2 separate regions of the Gossypium arboreum genome follow, and region 1 is linked to region 2. The links are chromatin contacts, called in public Hi-C maps. All regions are on one chromosome and are shown on one strand. Each heading gives the region's core, a stretch centred on a gene start, on an enhancer-like site or on the middle of the called end of the contact. The rest is flanking DNA. Distances are from core to core; before and after follow the strand shown. Region 1 holds the start of LOC108465946 (protein BRASSINOSTEROID INSENSITIVE 1-like). Region 2 holds the start of LOC108465383.

Region 1 (4,889 bases), core at 113-2,612, 200 kb after region 2:
AGCCACTAGGAATCATACCAGAAAGATTGTTTGAAGAAAGATCCAGCTCCACAAGAGTTGCACAAGCTTCAGTCAGATACAGAGGAATCTGTCCTTGAAACTTATTACCGGCTAAATAAAGACGTTCCAATTTGGATATTGGTAAACCTGGAATCCGACCTGAAAACTGGTTGCTCGATAGATTCAAGAAGTTTAAGTTCAGACATGAAGAGATTTCACGACCAATGTCACCGGAAAACTTGTTGGCAGACACATCGAGGTGTTCTAAACTTAAACAGTCACCAAATGAAGGCGTCCCCATTGAGAAATTGTTCCAAGAAACGTCCAAAAACTTGAGTTTTTTGCAGTTGGAGACGTTTATGTCACCAGTAATCTTGTTTCCCTTCAAAGCCAAGAGCTTCAAGTCATTGCAACCACCGTGAAGAATCCAAGGGACCAAGTTTCCAGCCGACAGCTTGTTGAAAGAAAGATCGAGAACTTCCAAACTTAGCTGCAAACCCCTGGTTTGTTCTTCACCAGAAGACTCGAGTTTGTTGGTTGATAAATTGAGAGACTTCAAATTTGGGCAAGAACCCAAGGTGGAAAGGGTTGAAAGGGGACCAGACAAGGTGTTTTGAGACAGATCCAGACTGGTTAACAAGGAGCTACACTTGGATCCATAAGGGAAAGAAATGTTGCCAGAGATGTTGGCTTTCAACAAAGTAAGGGATTCCAAGTTTTCCAACGCTAAAAGGAAGGCAGCAACTGAGTGAAAATCGGTGCTCAAGGAGGTGTCACTGAGTTCAATAGAGGAAACCTTTGAGTCTTGGCATGTTACACCATTGAAGCTACAAGGGTCTTGGTTAGGTACCCAGCTTTGAAGCACAGATTGGTCAGGCAAGCAAGCTTTGAAGCTGAGCAGTAACTGAGAATCTTTGTTGTTTAAAGAAGACACCACAAGAACTTCAAAGCAGATAAGAAAGGGGACGGTGAAGGTGAGAAAGGCAAATAAAGGTCTCATATTTGTAGGGATGGGTGGAAGTTTTTAACTTGTTTATTATAGCAATGAAAACAAGAGAAACAAAGAGAGGTGTTTAAGGTATGAGCCTGCCATAAAAGGAGAGAGCTTTGAGCTCTGGTTTTACAGAAGAGAGAGAGAGAAAGAGAGAGAAAAGCTGGGTTTTTATGTTTTCTATTGGCTTTGAGGGCAATGCGGTTAGTGAAAGAAAGAGAAAAATGGAGTCAAAAGAGGAAGTGAAGACAGTAAGAAGGGTATTTATCAAAGTGGGGAGGAGTGGAAACAGCCGTTGTTGGCTCACATGCCATGTGACCCTCTACTCTTCTGTTTCTCTTAGTTAAATTAAATTAAAATTAAATAATGGTTAATAAATCTTAGTTCTAAATCTAACCAATTTAAATAATGGGTTATAATAATATGTTTGTCTCTCTAGATTGGTGATTAAGTGTGGAGCAACCCTTAATCTCCTACTTCAAATAAATCTTCTTTTTGTTTCACTATCTTTTTTTATGTTTGTTTCTTTATATAAAAAATCACTAATCTTTGATTTGGGTCATTTTATTACTTTCATATTTCATTAATTATTATTATCATATTTATCAACAAATAACGAATTCAATATTTTTTTAACTAAGCTCTTCATTCCAATCTTATAACTTCAAATAAAAATATTACTAAATTCAATTCGCTCAACCAATAACTCTAATTGTTTGAACTTGAGCTCGACTCATTAATTACCGAATTGAGTTTAATTTTTTTTGAGTCAAACTCGAACAACTTTCGAACACCGATGTCTTGTTTACTCCACTAGAAAAAACTAACACAAACCTCGAACATAAATTATAAAACAAATATAATATATATATATATATATATATATATATATATTCTTTATGTAACTTATGGTATTTGGAAGTTACATCAAAATTATTTAAATATGAAATTAAACTTCTTTTGACACAATGTTTAAAATTATTTACAGTTGCCCTAACATATAAATAATATAATAATTTGAGCGCATTCGAACCCACGTGCTTCTACATTGACAATAATATAAGTATCAATCAAGTTAAAACTCAATTAACTTAATTACACACTTAAGGATACATGTTTAACAACTATTACTTCTTTAAATTTGCTACTAAATGAGAATGTAATATGCAGTGACTTGTATAAGATTAATCTAAACTATTTATATATTTTTAATTAATATAGTAAGTTAATCAAATATTAATTTAGTTGAGAAAATATTTTAAAATAATTTTTATTTTAAGTATATTTATATCTTTAAATAATTTTATAATTTTTTTAGTTTGGGTGTTAATTATTTTGTTTATATAATCAAGTTTCCCTCATACTTTATGTGTATGCCTTAAGTGAGTTTTTGTTGGATTTTTTTATTTTTATATGATTCTTGATTTGATATGTATTGTATTGGTTTAATTCTAAATTATAATTTATCAGGCATATATTTATACTTATTTTATAATTATTTTATATTTATATTAGTAATTTTTAAAAATAAATTACAGATTTATTTTTAAAATTGAAAAAGAAAGAGAGAGAGAGAGAAAATTGAGTGCTTGTCTCTCTAGCTTTTGAAGCGTACGTGTGACCAAGTAATGGATTAATCCATCAATATAATTAATTGAGAATCCTAATCTCTTAATTCAATGGATTACTTTTTTCCTTTTAGGATTCATGACTATTAATCAAAGTCATTTTGGCATTATGTCCCTTTTAAGGGTTTTGCTAATCAGAATTTATTTTTAAGCTTTAATTTTATTAATAGTTGTTTATTGATGTAAATGTATTAAAATTTTAAATAAAAGAATAAACTATATCATTAATCATTAAATTATGAATAAGTATTCATTTTGGTCACTTAATTAAAAAATTACAATTTAATTATTAAAATTTTTAAAATTATTTTTATCCGACTATTAAATGACCATTTTTTAGCTGATCCCAAGTGGCATCATAGTTACAAAGGTAAGGCTGTATATGCCTCAATTGGTGATTCAAATCCCCATGAATGTATTCTCCATAATTAATATTATGCAAAATACTAGTATCTCTCATATGAGCTATTGTAAGTCTTATCTCCATCAACTGAGGTGCTCTCACTCCGTAAATCTTTTAGGGTTTTTAGCAGAATTGAGAGACAATACATTCATCATTGAAGAATTTGTCAACTCCCAAACCCAAACAAATAATACTTCGAAAACTTATCCCAAAAGAGATTCAAAGGTACCTTAAATGATTGATTATTCAAATCATGATTTAACTTTTGATTTAGTCATAGATTGTAATTTTTTTAAAAATAATCAACAAAAGTAAAAAGTGGGTAATCCTGTTACATTGAAAAAGGGTTATTAAGTGTAAAACTAAAACAAGGCCAAAACCTCCTCACCTCTCTCTTTCATGCACTTCCCTTTTTTTCTTCCTTTCAAACGTAACATGCCATTCTCCCACTGATTTTTCCTTTATATCATATTAATGAAACTGAATAAACTATAAAAGTTGTCACTTTTGTTTGCCTCAGATTACATTATAATCACTTATATTTGAAATATTATGTTTTAATCACTTACATTATCTTTTTGTTACAAGTGGTCATTGTACCGTTAAACCCCATTGTCTCCCTAATGACATCCTACATGACATTCCAAATGGGTTTTAAATGTCAATTTGGATGTTTAATTGCTGAAATGAAAATAGGTTTTTAATTAAATAAATATAGTTTGGACTACTGCGTAGGACTTCCAAGTTAGCATTTAAAACCCATTTGGACTGTCACATAAAACCACTGTTAGGGGGTTAACGGAGTTTAACGATAGAGTGACTATTTCGTAACAAAACAATAACTTAAGTGACTAAAATGTAACATTTCAAAACATAAATAACTAAAATGTATCCGAAACAAACAGAAGTGGCTATATTTATAGTTTACCAATGAAATTAGTTTTATTGAAATTTGTTCAGAATATTTTAATTATTTTTCTTAATTTATTTAATTAAATTATTCTCAATTTCAAACATCTAAAATCTCAGTTATCTAAAAATAAATTGAATTTTTTTATTATCCATTTGATAAAGCTATATATATAAGTTTACTGTTCTGTAATTAGATTTGTACCCTTAATATATTTCTTAAAATGAATGAAAATAATATTCCAAGTGATTTCATTCTTTTTTTTACTAAATAAATTTATTTCGAAAAATATGTTATCTTAAACTATTGTTATTACAAATTTCGTTAATATCACTTTACATAATAAATAATTATATGTTGTTTATAATTTTGAATAAACGAGAATTCAACGTTTATAGTCCTATAAGAAACCTAGATTTCATAATCACCCAACTCAAAATTACACATATTTTTCAACATTTTAATTTCTTATAATATTTTCTAGGTAATTTTATCCTTATAAAAAATTGAAGGTAAAAGTATAGTAGAGGTCCTGTACTAGGAGTTGGATTATATTTTTGTCTCCCTCTATTTAAAATATAGGCAAATTAGTCCATGTAAATCAATTTAAATAGCAAACTAGTCCTTTGTTTATCAAATTATATTGTTAAAAACTAGCCCTTATACATTAGCATGAGATACATATGTCATAATCTGGTTGTTCTATCAACCACATTGTGTACAAATTGCTAGAATTTTTAATAAAAAAAACTAAATTACTTTTTCGATCTAACTAATTTACTTTTTTTTTTTTTTGACAAGAAAGGTAAAATGCAATTAAAAAGTTTTCTTTTTACAATGATATAAAAAATTATTAAAATTTTAAATTGTAATGATAAAATAACCTAATTTATCTTGTTTCAGTGTTTTTTTTTTGGTTACATATTGGAATTAAGAAACATATATGTAAGTGGCCAA
Region 2 (4,319 bases), core at 446-2,945:
TTTCGCATGACCGATACTTCATTCGGCAGATAGTCAACAGAGTAGTGGAAGTAAAAGATGGCCATTTGCAGGACTATGCAGGCGACTACAATGTATGGTTTTCTTCAATGAACTCTTCCCATCTTTATAATCCGTCTTTATTAACTGTGAGTATCAATTTCAAATGAACAGTATTATCTGGAGAAGAACCTCGAGGCAAGGGTAAAGGAGCTTGAGCGTGAGGCGGATCTTGAAGAGAAAGCTCCCAGACTGAAAGCCAAATCAAAGATGTCAAAGGTAAGCAATTATCAATACACTTGAGATTCCAAGCTTTGTTTTTAAAAAAAAAAAAAAAAAAAACTGGAGAGATTATTGTCACATGGTGTACATAAGCATCAACTTTTATGTATCATGCCTTGCTTGGTTTCAACAGGCGGAGAAGGAAGCTCGAAAGAAACAAAAGATGCAGGCTTTTCAAGCTGCTAAACAAAAGTCAAAAGGGCTGAAGAATTCCAAGAGATGGAAATGAAGTATTAAATCTATATACCACACATAGATTAAAGAATGAACTGTTAGTTGAGAGTAGGAATTGAGTGACCACCAGCACCATCTGTATATAATATTTGATAGAAATAAAGTCCTGAAAGTTGAAGCTCTTTGTAATCCTTATTTAGAAGCGAAATTCATTCATTAAGGTGGCAAGTAAAGGATGTGATCCACATTCATGCCTAAATCTAATGTTAAAAACTCAAAAACTGGCTTTCTTAAATTCTTGATGCTTGAAAGGGGAAAAAGAAAAATAAATCCATGGGGGTTTGTGCAGTATTATTTTTCAAAAAAATTATGGTAAATGTGACACAGGATTGTTACTATGCTCTGCTTTAAAGAGAAGCTGGACTTAAAAATGGATATGTATGTTATTAAGATGTCAATTTATTAGTAGCAGTTTTGGATTTGATGGATATCCAAGTTCCACTCATTATTAGTTAAGCAGTGCAAGGATCTTCCTCTGTATTTTATTATATTTTACATTTTTGTTCTAAAATTTCGTTTAATTTTTAATTAACTAATAGACTATGGCATGTTTCAAAATTAAATATAAAAAGAATACTGATTCATTCGTTGAAGCCAGAAAAAAAAAATTGTGTTAGTCAATTAATGTTATTTAAAATCCCATTAATAATACATAGAGTGAATTAAAATTGGAGTAGACTAAAAGTAATTTGGACAGAGGACTTGATCCTAATTGCTAAAAGTGTTAGCAACTCAAACAATTTTAAGGCCTTATCGAGTATTGAGTACAATTTTTAACAAGGGAGGAGTTATTTAGATTATTGGATAACCTTTTAAGAGGTACTTAAAATTTTCTAATATATATTTGGTGCAATTCAATTCATAAATTTTATGTCTCACATTATTAATGAGCAAATTAATAAATACTTAAAAAATTATTTAATTTCACTTTATAAATTTCTCATTGTATCGACACAAAACTAAAAAAAAAAAAAAAGCAGGGTTGACTAAAATCTTATAATTTATTTGTTTTTCTTTTTGCAAGGATAATTTATTACTACTTTTTTTTTATTCAAGGATTGGGTATATCTCAAAAAAAAATTATTACAAGTTTGGTACTCAATTTTCCATTATGATTTATGATTATTCCTTTCCTTTTCCCCCTTGAAATGTTCAGAAACGGATGCCTAAAACCAAGATGATAACACCACGTTTCAATAGAACGTGTCCAAACTCGAAACCACCCCTTAGCTATACACAGCTGCAAATACCGCATCCTTTTACCCTTTTTTTAAATTTTAGTTTACAAATTTTAAGAATGAACAAATCAAGAACAAGACGCTACACATTGTTTCTCCTTTGGTTAATCATCCTATCTCATCAAATCCGACCAGTTGTTTGTGAAGGAAACCAGTACAACGAAGAGAAACCATCATTGTTCCAGTTGGTCTCAAACACCTTTTCTTTGTTGAAGAAATCCCATCAAAGTTCATGGGAAAAGGTCAAAACCATCATCCATGAGTTCCAGTTGCAGTTCACTCCTCCAAGTCTAGAGTAATAATATTACAACTTTCCTGTTTTTCTTATTACGTACTTTTATATTAACACATGGTATCAAATATTAACCTTTTTTTTTTTTTTTTTGTAATGTGGATTAACATGTTATGGTGGATGTTAGTTTTAGAGGCACAGGAGGGAATGACCCAGGTAAGGCTAGTGATGGAACAGGAGAGAAGGTGAAAGAAGCAGTGAAGGATAGCATTGAAACAAGTGAAGCAATAGCTGAAGAAACTGCAAAAACTGCTGCAGAAGCTGTCCACAAAACTGATGAGAAGGTGAAAGAGAGTGCTTCTTCTAAACCAGACGATTCTCATGAGGAACTGTAACCTATATATCCCAAACTACTTAGATGTGGGTGTTTTTTCTTTTTGTTTTTTTGGGGTAAGTTTATTTCTGTTATATGATTTTTGTTGACATATTAATAATTTATATTATATAAATTTTGATATGTTTGTATATAAGCGATAACTTTTTTCATGGTTGGGATGTGTTCAGGGGCGAAGTTAGGAAATTTTTTTAAGGGAGTCGGATAAAATTTTAATTTTTATAGTTTATATCTTTATAATTTATAAAAGATTAAATTGAATTTTTATAATTTTAGAGGGGTCAAAGTGTAATTTTACTTTTATTAATTTAAAATTTTTAAAAATTTAAGGGCCAAAATAATAATTTTACATTTTAGGGTTGCTGGGCCCATGCCAGCCCCCTCTGCCTCCGCCCCTGGATGTGTTGTGACTAGTTCAAAATTGCTAAATTTACTATCAACTTAAGCTTGGAAAACTTGTCTAAGAAAAAAGCATAGACTCAAGCATGTATTATTAATTTTGTTTTCCATCTGCAGAGAATTAGCATATACTCTTCGAAAACTGTTAATGGTATAACTGGGTTAGGCAGAGAGGTTGTGGAGATGTACGGTTGACCTTGTTTAGTAGAAGGTAATAAGAGTAATCGAATAAAGTGGTGGGAAAAAGTAAGAAGATAGGAGAAGAAAGGGAGAAAGGTTGGAAGGAGACGATTCTTAGAAGGGAGATAGATCCCTACTACATGGTTAGTCCAAGCCTTGTATAATCTTAATTTTGTTGTATCTTTAAGTGTAACGTCACAAATTGTTACTGAAAGTCAAAATCAAATGGTTAATTGGTAGGATGGTATAGGTTAAAGTAAGGTGGTACTATGACTTACTTTACGTCACCTTGAATGGGAAGTTATGACAACAACCTAGTGTGACAATTGATGAATGAGCCTACTCAATTGTTGGTTTAAAGAGCTACACTATGAATTTATTTAAGGGGTTCGTCTAAAGAGTTTATTTGTATCATTTATTAATTTACTGTTAAATTCGAACAATTAAGATATAACAAAAAATATAAGAGGATTGAAGTATGAGTTTTATTCCTCATAAAATAAGAACGAGTAAAAGTAATAATCTCAATTAAACAAGCATAGGGTTGCTATTGAAAAAAATGATGAGTGAACAGTTATATGATATTTACACTTGAATCAACTTAGAAACCTTCCTAGGCTAGATGGGGTACCAAAGCCTTAAAATGCTAATAATTTCTTTTATTATTAATATATACCATTTAAAAAAAAAAAAGTAGTTCTGAGTTCTGATAATTAACAGAGATGGAAATTACAACCACAACAACAAAGACGACGGATAGTCAATCCACTAGCTTTGGCCCGCCTGTATTTTAACTAAGTCAGCCCGGAAAATGCATAGTGGGAAAATTAGTGTGAACTAAAAAGTAATAGCTCACCATTTTAGGCAACACTATAAGGCAAAGAAGCAGATATATAATTCTAAGGATAATATATTTATATGTATGTATGTATGTATGTATATAAGTTTTCTTTTCATGTAGAAGAAGAAGAAGGAAGAGAAGCTTGAAAGGTCCAAGCATTAGGAGCCATAATGGACATTTGGTTGTAGTAAACCATGGATGGGGTCTCATGATTGTGAACTCCTTCATATGTAGTTACCACATAACTTTGGTCCTTTACGTCCCTTTCTATCCTCTTCTTCACATTGCATCCTACACTTGAACATTTATAATAGTTCCTGCATTAACCAAATTATAGTTGGCACCAAGTCTTTCATTATCGACCATTAAAACAATCCAAAACATACACATACATGTAAATATATATATATATATATATATATACACCTTCCCATAAGTTCTACCCTTATTGTCTATACTTAAAAATGGGACTCAAAACTTTCAAAATAGAATCTCAAGAATATAATTTCTATGCTTTTAGTG

The links. A called contact is a pair of places that touch in the nucleus more often than the background predicts.
Region 1: a Hi-C map of leaf shows a contact between it and region 2, with 4 times the contacts expected there. The contact joins the promoter of LOC108465946 here to the promoter of LOC108465383 in region 2. A contact is called at or near these places in 2 of 5 Hi-C or Micro-C datasets (both in leaf).

What each region holds. Positions count from the first base shown.
Region 1 is chr2:8,391,256-8,396,144 of ASM2569848v2, forward strand. LOC108465946 (protein BRASSINOSTEROID INSENSITIVE 1-like) reads right to left here and starts at 1,363. Exons shown (of 1, transcript XM_017766324.2): 1 at 1-1,363. The coding sequence starts at 1,000.
Region 2 is chr2:8,190,790-8,195,108 of ASM2569848v2, forward strand. It overlaps LOC108465383, which reads left to right and starts at 1,696. Exons shown (of 2, transcript XM_017765717.2): 1 at 1,696-2,046; 2 at 2,171-2,548. The coding sequence starts at 1,811. The coding sequence ends at 2,378. LOC108467324 (ABC transporter F family member 5) reads left to right here. Exons shown (of 9, transcript XM_017767947.2): 7 at 1-92; 8 at 172-276; 9 at 413-783. The coding sequence ends at 508. LOC108466600 (probable WRKY transcription factor 51) reads right to left here. Exons shown (of 3, transcript XM_017766987.2): 3 at 3,485-4,114. The coding sequence ends at 3,910.